Regions from separate parts of the Zea mays genome. Here region 1 is linked to region 2. The links are chromatin contacts, called in public Hi-C maps. All regions are on one chromosome and are shown on one strand. The core of a region is the stretch at or near the end of the contact, and the rest is flanking DNA. Distances in the headings are between cores, read along the strand shown. Region 1 holds the start of LOC100384137. Region 2 holds the start of LOC103649841.

Region 1 (4,332 bases), core at 1,520-4,019, 230 kb before region 2:
ACTCTCAAATGTTGTAAGGCAGGTTGGCTTTGTGCCTTAATGTGTTCTGTTGGCTTGTATTAGCGAAGATGTTGTCCTGCAGAACATTCTTTGAAAGAACACACCTATATGAGTTAGACTGTCTAACGTCGCAGTCTATGAGATTTGGGTGATCTCTAGTAAACTCATGAAGAGACCTTGGAGTACGACGTATATGCTCTACCCGAGAAGGGGACTACTGGTAGCCAAGTACTGGTCATGACTTCAAGTGAAACCCATTCACGCAAAACTTGCAATTCAAGGCATAGTCCATTGTCCAAGTTGTGGGTTGGTGTAGCTTGGAGTTCTAGGCGGAAGTTCAACTTAACAGTCTCTGCTGAAAAACTAGTATATTAAACAGTAGTGAACAGTGGCGAAAACTGCAGATGGGCATTTGAGATCTGGTGGGGGATTGTTAGGATTTATGGGCTTGGCCCAGTTAAGAAATTCTAATAAATCCCAGGAAAATCTCAAAAGCACATACAAGTGGATGGCTAGGGAATTGGTGGAACCAATAGCACCATATTGCTAGTTCTAGTGGAGTAGAGCTAGCTTAAATATGGAAGCCACACTCACTCACCAAGTCATGGATGAGAGGAGAGAGTGTGGAGAGCCACACGCGCGCGCGCGCTCGCTCGCCTCGCCTGGCCGGGCCGGGGCGGGGCGGGGCGAAGGGCGCGGGCGCACGACATGCGCGTGAATGGTCCGCCGAAATCCTGCCCCTCGCCTTGCGGGGGCGCGACTTCCTTTTGCCGTTTGATTTTTTGGTTACTTGACTGTTACGCTTATCCTAACCAATCGCTATAAAATCTCAACTGATTGCGAGATTTTCGTGGGCGGATAAGCTCAGGGTCGCGGACTCGGCCCTATAAAAGGAGCCCGACACCCAGCCTCCAAATCATCCCAGTTTAGCTTTCGTCTCTCTTCATAGTTGAGCCGCCTTTTAGTTCCCTTCGTCCCGACCGTAGAGGTGCATCTGCGATCAGGAGAGCAGGTCTCCGGAACCCTTCGTCTTCTAGATCCTGCACCGGGAGAGGGCGAATAAGGTTTTTGGGAAGCGTCTTCACGCGACTGCTCGTGATCTTCTGACCTCGTCGACCCTGCTGATTCCGGCGTGCGCCATCTATCAGTAAGTCTAATCAGTACGTATCATCTGATTTGACTTTTATTTCAGTTCTTCTAATTTAGTCATGATTTATATTCGAAATTTAATTTGAAATTTGTCTAATTATTCAACAAGTAGTACCTGAAGAGAATCCAGTTATGGTCATTTTCGGAGAACCCGCGGCCGGAGCCGAAGCCGTTCCAAACAGACCGTGCCGTGCCTGCGTCCATCGGTGCAGCGCCGCAGGCCGCAGCTCGCCCTTGAGAAGGCACGATTCAGACACTCAAATTGGCTTTGTGTGGAAACCTAATATATAAGAAGGGAGGTTAGGCACGTATCTTCGTCTAGTGTGTCGTCGAATCGTCGGCTGGTTATAGGGGAAAAAATAATGACTTGCCAGGGACGAGTTGTACGTGCAGGTGCAGCCTAACAACAGCAACAGATCTATAGATCTTCCAAGCCAAGTTCCTCTGGCTAGGGCCTAGGAGTAGGTACTAGCTAAAGCTAGGCGCGCGCCGCGGGCCAGCTGCGGCATTACTAGACGAATTAATTAAATCTATATTTAATACTTATAATGATATATACAGTATTTGATAATACACGAATTAAACTTATCGGAGAACCAAACACCCCGTGACGGGCGCGCAAGGACTCGGTGCGCAGTCGCCTTCGCAAGCGGCGCGCGTCGCCGTCGGCGTGGGGGGACTGGCTACTGCTCGTGCTGTCAGGCCCGCACGGCGGCACGATGAGGGCGGGTGCCGCGGGTCCTGCGTGCGCGGCGCACGACACCTGGTGCGTACGTACGCTCCCGCCACGCGCGATCTGGACGGGTGGCGCGCGGCCGGTCAAGATCTGATCCCCCGCACTCGCGAGGCCGTCCTAGAGTACACAGTGGCGGCGATCCAGTACCACAGTGTTTGCCTAGAGAGCACTTGATGGTTTGTCTGTGTAAACGACGGTGTACGATGCCATGTGGAGCGGCTAGGACAACATGCGAAGAACGTTGAGGCCACACGCCAAAGATGAGAAAGAATCTGCCTGTCCGAACGAGAGGACGGGACCCACATGGCGTAGCTGCCCAGCCTGCCCTCCCATGTCTCGTGCCGCAGACGAACAGCACGAGCACGCGAAGTTAAAAGCTTCGTGCACTGGACTCAGCCTTAGGCTGGTGCCAATGGGGCTAGAAGGGAGGCGAGAAGGGCCCTCTACCGCCCCGCGTGAGGCGATAGGCAGGCGAGAGGGAGAGAGAGGGCGACGGCACTCACGCCCGGCGACAGCGGGCGATATCGCCTCGCTCTCGCCCGCGTTGGCGCGCGCGTCTGGGCGAGAGGGAGGCGAGAGGGGGGCGACGCACTGACGGGGCGAGAGTGAGGCGGGCGAGAGTGCGGTGGCGCGACGTGATTGGTCCATGTGTGCCACGTGGACTAGCCGTTTTTTACCGTTTAGAGTCCAAAAAATTCGAAAAAAATTGCAAAAAATCACAAATTTCATTCCCAATCCATCTATAAATATCTCTACCTGTTGGAGGTCATAATTAGATTTATGTAATTTTCTATTAATTGTTATGTAATTTTTTAATTGTCATGTACTTTTCTTTTAATTATTATACACTTTGTAATTTTAAATTCAATAAAAAATATTATGTTGTGTGATTTGTAAGCGTTGAAACAAATCTGTGTGAATTATTTAATCCTGAAATAGAAAAGCTGATGTGGATGTGGGCTGAGGCTATAGCCTGCTATAGCCTGTGCACTGGAGCAGCAGAGGCGAGAGTGGAGGCGAGAGCTGACGTGGCAGGGGCGAGAGAGAGGCTGTGCACTGGACTCAGCCTTATGGCCTGTGGGGGCGGAGAAAGAAGAAAGAAAAGAAGAGAAAGACCCCGCCCTCCGGTCAGGTGTGCCTGTCTCAGTGTCTCGGCGTCCGCCGCGGGTGACGTGGATGTGCACCACGCCCCTCTTGCCGCCTCCGACTACTCCATTCATTCACTACCAGCCACAGCTCGTACATCCTTCACCTGGGAAACTCCGTACTCTTCTCGCCGACGAGTGGAGCCCATTTTTACCGGACCCACGGGACATTGTCTGAAAGCTAGGGCGACACGGTCCAAAAGAAGTACGTACCCTGCTTCCTACGCAGTAGGAGTAGGAGTACCATACTAGCAGAGAAGCCGACGCTGTCACGCGATTCCACGCGGGGCAGGGACCAGGACTGCCTCTCCTGCACTCTTTCCCTGGCGCCGTGGCGCGTACGTACGACTCGTCCGGCCCACAATAAATGCGCCTCGGCGACCGCGTCCCTGTCCCTGCGCCCGGTTCACGTGGACGGTGGACCTCTCTAACTCCACCGACCGGACACCGGAGTGGATCAGCGGCGACACCATCACAGCCAGATGCGAGCAGCCGCAGCAATAAAACCAGTGGGCGCTGTGATTAAGTGCACAAGGTAGAGTATATGGTGCTGTTTGATACAGTTTCAGTTTTAAAAAAATGTGGGGTTAGATGCTCTAGAAAGTAGTGAAGCTAGAATTGTATTTCTTTAGAATCATTTGTTTATTATTTATATTAAAAATGTTGTTCAAACTATTTAAATTAATATTATAAACTAACTACAGTTCTATAATGGATTTAGAACCTAGATGTATCCTAAACACCTAGTGTGCATGCGTTAGGCAGGTACAGCTCCATTTAATACAAGGTTTTTAGACATATCTTATTTTTTTGTTGCTGGACTAAAAAAAACCAAACAATCCTTTAACTTGTTGCTGCAGGTATGCTTACTTTTGGATAAATTAGAACACTAGCAGTAGCACCAGTACTGTGTCAATACATTTGGATCATCCACTTGTGCTCTGTCCCCACTATAGATGTCCAAACGGATCGAACTTGCCAGGCGGTCCGAAACCCGGCACGGCACGTAGTGAACCGGGCCCGTGCTGGTCCAACCCGGTCACCGGGCTGTGCCTAGGCCGAAGGCGTGGCACGACGGACTAGACCCGGCACGGCTCGATTTTATTTTTTTATATTTTTTTCATATAAATACATATATTATACTTAAATATATAGTATAAAACAAGAAACATGTGTTTTTTTAGTTATGTGGTTGTAAATAAATGTTTAAAGCTAATAAATATGGTTTAAACCCTAAAAAATTCATACTTTAAAGATATTTTATTATTTAAATATCATATATTGTTATAAGCCTATTAGACC
Region 2 (3,963 bases), core at 40-2,539:
TCGTGGTCGTGGAAGTGAGTTCTCCGGAGGTGGGCACCAATGTTGGTCACTTGTTCTCGAATGCTGTGAATTAAGAACAAGGCAACACAGTCGCTAGGGATTAAAGACCTTCGTCCTCCGAAACATTGTTTCCTCTTGGATTCAATGATCATCGGACGAAGGCCATGAAGGACATGCCTTCATCATATCATAAATAAATAAAAATGTAAAGAGATAAATACATTGATGATTACTCTTTAATACATTCATACTTGTACTCCGTAAAACATGTATAAATATCAATAAAATTCACGTTATATTGATACATTCGGCTTGCTCGAAGGTGAAGATGCGAGCGAGTGATTACAATTCAGCGTGAACAGTAGGGTGTTATTGTTCATCTATTTATAGGCACGGGACGCATCCCAGGGGAAATTACATTCACGACCCTCAACATTCATCTAGAGACAACCTAGATTAACAAGGTCTATCTGGTCTTTTCTTCTTCTGCTTGACTTGAACAGAAACTAAATGGTAGCTTTGACATTTGACTATGTTGATTCTACATTAAGTCTGTCTTGAGAATTTTCGGCAGAAAAAAAGTAGACTTATGTACCATTTTACCGAAGATGTTTTTGTTGAAAACTTTTGTCGGAAAAGAAGACACCCAACACTTTACGTCGCCGCCATAAGTCACCAGCGTCGTACCATGACTTATGGCGTCTAAAAAAGATTCAAAGAATCATATTACATCCTTTATAAAACCAAACGTATATTCTTTTAGTAAAAAATTAAAATGCAAAAAAAAATGGTTTCCCACAGCCCTAGCAAAACACAATCGCCACTTCATTCCACCCCCCGTTTCGATGATGGGTGGGGACAAAAATACAGGGACCCACATGTCAGTTAAAATCTGACCATGCATGAGGTCATGGCACGGAATAGTTCTTTACTACTAGGCAACCAGCACGTTGTACACTGACTGTGGGGCCAACCGTACCTTGGGTCCACAAGTCACTGTGTGCTTGACAACACAGCATTGGCAGATCCATGTGTACGTTCTCAGCGCCAGGAAATTGCGGCCGTCCTTTCCTCCTTTTCCGTTAAGCCGATAATCTTCAATGACGCACGGGTCCAAGATTAGCTTGGGCCCATATGGCAGTGTGGGAAGCTGAATCCGGACGCGTGACGCGAGGTCTCGCGTGGTGCGGCGGGCACTACGTCGTGGATGGGGAAGGGGATTAAATATCGTCGGACGAGGCGTGGCCAACCCCTTTCGCTCCTCTCGCCGCTTTGGGTTGGGGTTTAAGCGCGTGTAAGGGAGGCCGGAGGCGACGACGACGGCGCCGGCGTCGGAGAAGAAGAAGCAGACAACTCTCGTATATGTCTTCTTGCCCCTTTTCCGATCTGGTGGTCGTAGCGCTCATCATCGCCGTCTTCGCCGTCATCCTCCGCGCCCTCGCTTGCTCTGGCCGATCTATGCGCAAGGGGCTCAACGGCTGGAACAAATCCTCGTCGATGCTCAGGTCCGTGCCTTTTTTCTTTTCCTTTCAATTTCACCCGCAAAAGGTTCATTCTTTCATCGATCTGGGTGGTTTTGACCGGGTTCTATGGCCCTGTTCGTCCAGATCTGGTGATTTCTTGGCTGTTCTTTCCATGGGGTTTTGACAAAAAAAAAATCACTTGTGATGGCAGGGACGGGTTCGGGGTGAAGTATTCCGGATTCCTCCACATAAGGCCGTGCGGCTTCTGTAGAGGAGATTGACGGATTCGGCCGATTTGCGCTCGTCTCCGTCATTTTTTTTGCACCCAGAGTTTCTTGTTTTTCTTTAGAAGTTTTCCCCCATAGTTTTTGGCAATTTTGGCGACAAGTTTTGGAGTTCTCCCCGTCGGAAGAGATAGAAGAGAGATGTCTCCGTTGAACCAGCAACAGGTTCTCCTCAAGAAGGCCCTGGCGAAGAAGCCCAACGCTAAGAAGATGTCTGAGTTTGGCCTTAAACCCTCTGCTGCCCTCTTGAAGTCCCGGACGCAGCAGCTGCCGGCGCCGGTCCAGCCGAGGCGCCGCGTCCGTGTCCTATTTGAGGACCCCGACGCCACGGACTCGGACTCCGACTCGGACGACGAGGAGGCCGGCGGCACCCCATCAAGGACCAAGCGCTTCTCTTTTGAGGCCTTCATCGGCAAGGCCCCAGCCAAGCCGGTTCTCCCGGCGGCGGCCGCTGTCGCCGCGTGCACCAGCGGCGGGGCGCCGGAGCGCTACCGCGGAGTGAGGCTCCGCAAGTGGGGCAAGTGGGCGGCGGAGATCCGCAACCCGTTCACCGGCAAGAGGCAGTGGCTTGGCACCTTCGACACCGCTGGCGCGGCCTCCGCGGCCTACCTGTCCGCCTCCCGGAGCTTCGCCGACGAGAAGCGGCGCCGCCGCGGGCTGCCCGTGGCCGCGTCCTCAGCAGACACTCCGGCAAGCGGCAGCACCCCGACGGCTTCCTCCTCGTCGTCCGCCTCGACCGCTCCATTCGCGCACCCGTCGCCGTCGTCCGTGCTTGAACCGAGCAAGGAAGCGCGGAACACGCAGTCCCCAGAGGCGACGCCCGCCCGGCCGTCGACCGACTCAGCGCAGCTGCCGGAGGACCCAGAGTTCTACCAGGACCTTCTGCGCGGCCTGCAGCTGCCCGACATCGACCCGCTGGACTTCCGCGCCGGGCTGGACGCTCTGGATCTCTCCGATGCGGACTTCGGCCTGGACGACGAACATGACCTCCTGCTCGGGGACTTCGGGGACGAGGAGATGGAGATCGACCTCGACCTCGACGACATCAACGACGTCTTCCCGGAGATGCCCGGCTGCGACCTCGGCCGCGGCATGGACGACTTCCTGCAAACCGTTGATTTCTGCGTGTGAATTAAAAGGGAGTGTGCCCTTGATATGTTAGGGTTGTTTGGTTTCATAAACGAGCCCCTGAGAGTGTGCTTGGAAAGGGGAGATGAGATATCTTGGGTTTTTTCCCCGGGCAAGTTGGATCTGCTCGTGCCCAGGAGATTTCCTCTTTGCCGAACACACCACCATTAGCGGCCGGAGAGAAGAGGTAATTTTGGTAGGTTATATTATGTTTAAGGTTTAAGGTATAGTGCCTAAGTGTTTGCTTTGTTATTTGGTAATTGGTAATGCTTGTCAAAGACATTGTAGTGGACAAGTTCATTGAGCTGTTACTATTAAGCAATGAAAGGGAAAAAAATAAGTTTCGTGGTAGCTGTGCGCGCATTCGCCTTTATTTACTGTGTTTGGTTCGAATGCTGATGTGGTTCCGAGCTTGTGGTGGACTCTTCGATGGTGCGATCCCGGAACGTAGGTCGTGCTGCGTAGTGTCGTTTGACTAATGCGGGTGGATGCTTATGCCGTGATCGTCGTGATAATCAAAGATTCCTTTTTTGGGCAGTGCGGAACAGTAAACAACATGTTGATATTCTATAATCTAGAGTAGTCCGTCCGTCCAAAAACAACAGTATACCTGCAGGCTGAGTTATGTTCAAGTGGATGTATAATATTCATATGTTCCTATACTGATTTGTTACGGAAATAATATATTTTTTACAACTAATCTAATACAATTTACTTGATACTATAAATATGAGTATTTTTTATCTTTAATTAGGCAAAGTTAAGATACTATCCAATCCGAAATAGATATATTTGATTTGATAATATTCAACTGTTCCCGTTCGTTGTGATTTCGTAGGAAATCGTTTGTGCACGGGCGCGGGGTGTGTAATTGTGTGGACACACTTGGGAGTAACCAATTATATCCGCTGCATCGTTGCACCTTCTCAGTGTTTTGTTTAGTGCTAGTCTGATTGTGACCGGACAGTGGACACCCAAGGCAAGCACCTGCCTTCTGCAGCGAGTCCAGACTGCCCCCCCGGCGCGGCGAGAGCTGCGTGACTCGGCGTGGGCTCCGCGCCACCCATGCCGCGCGCTTGTCGCATCCG

The links. Hi-C and Micro-C count contacts between places; a contact is called where the count stands out from the background.
Region 1: a contact with region 2 is called in a Hi-C map of ear, with 2.9 times the contacts expected there. The contact joins the promoter of LOC100384137 here to the promoter of LOC103649841 in region 2. A contact is called at or near these places in 4 of 25 Hi-C or Micro-C datasets (bundle sheath, ear, leaf and 1 more).

Annotation. Positions count from the first base shown.
Region 1 is chr3:22,683,890-22,688,221 of Zm-B73-REFERENCE-NAM-5.0, reverse strand. LOC100384137 reads right to left here and starts at 2,769. Exons shown (of 1, transcript XM_020550673.2): 1 at 2,105-2,769. The coding sequence starts at 2,614. The coding sequence ends at 2,105.
Region 2 is chr3:22,453,728-22,457,690 of Zm-B73-REFERENCE-NAM-5.0, reverse strand. It overlaps LOC103649841, which reads left to right and starts at 1,289. Exons shown (of 2, transcript NM_001323508.1): 1 at 1,289-1,505; 2 at 1,675-3,224. The coding sequence starts at 1,889. The coding sequence ends at 2,878.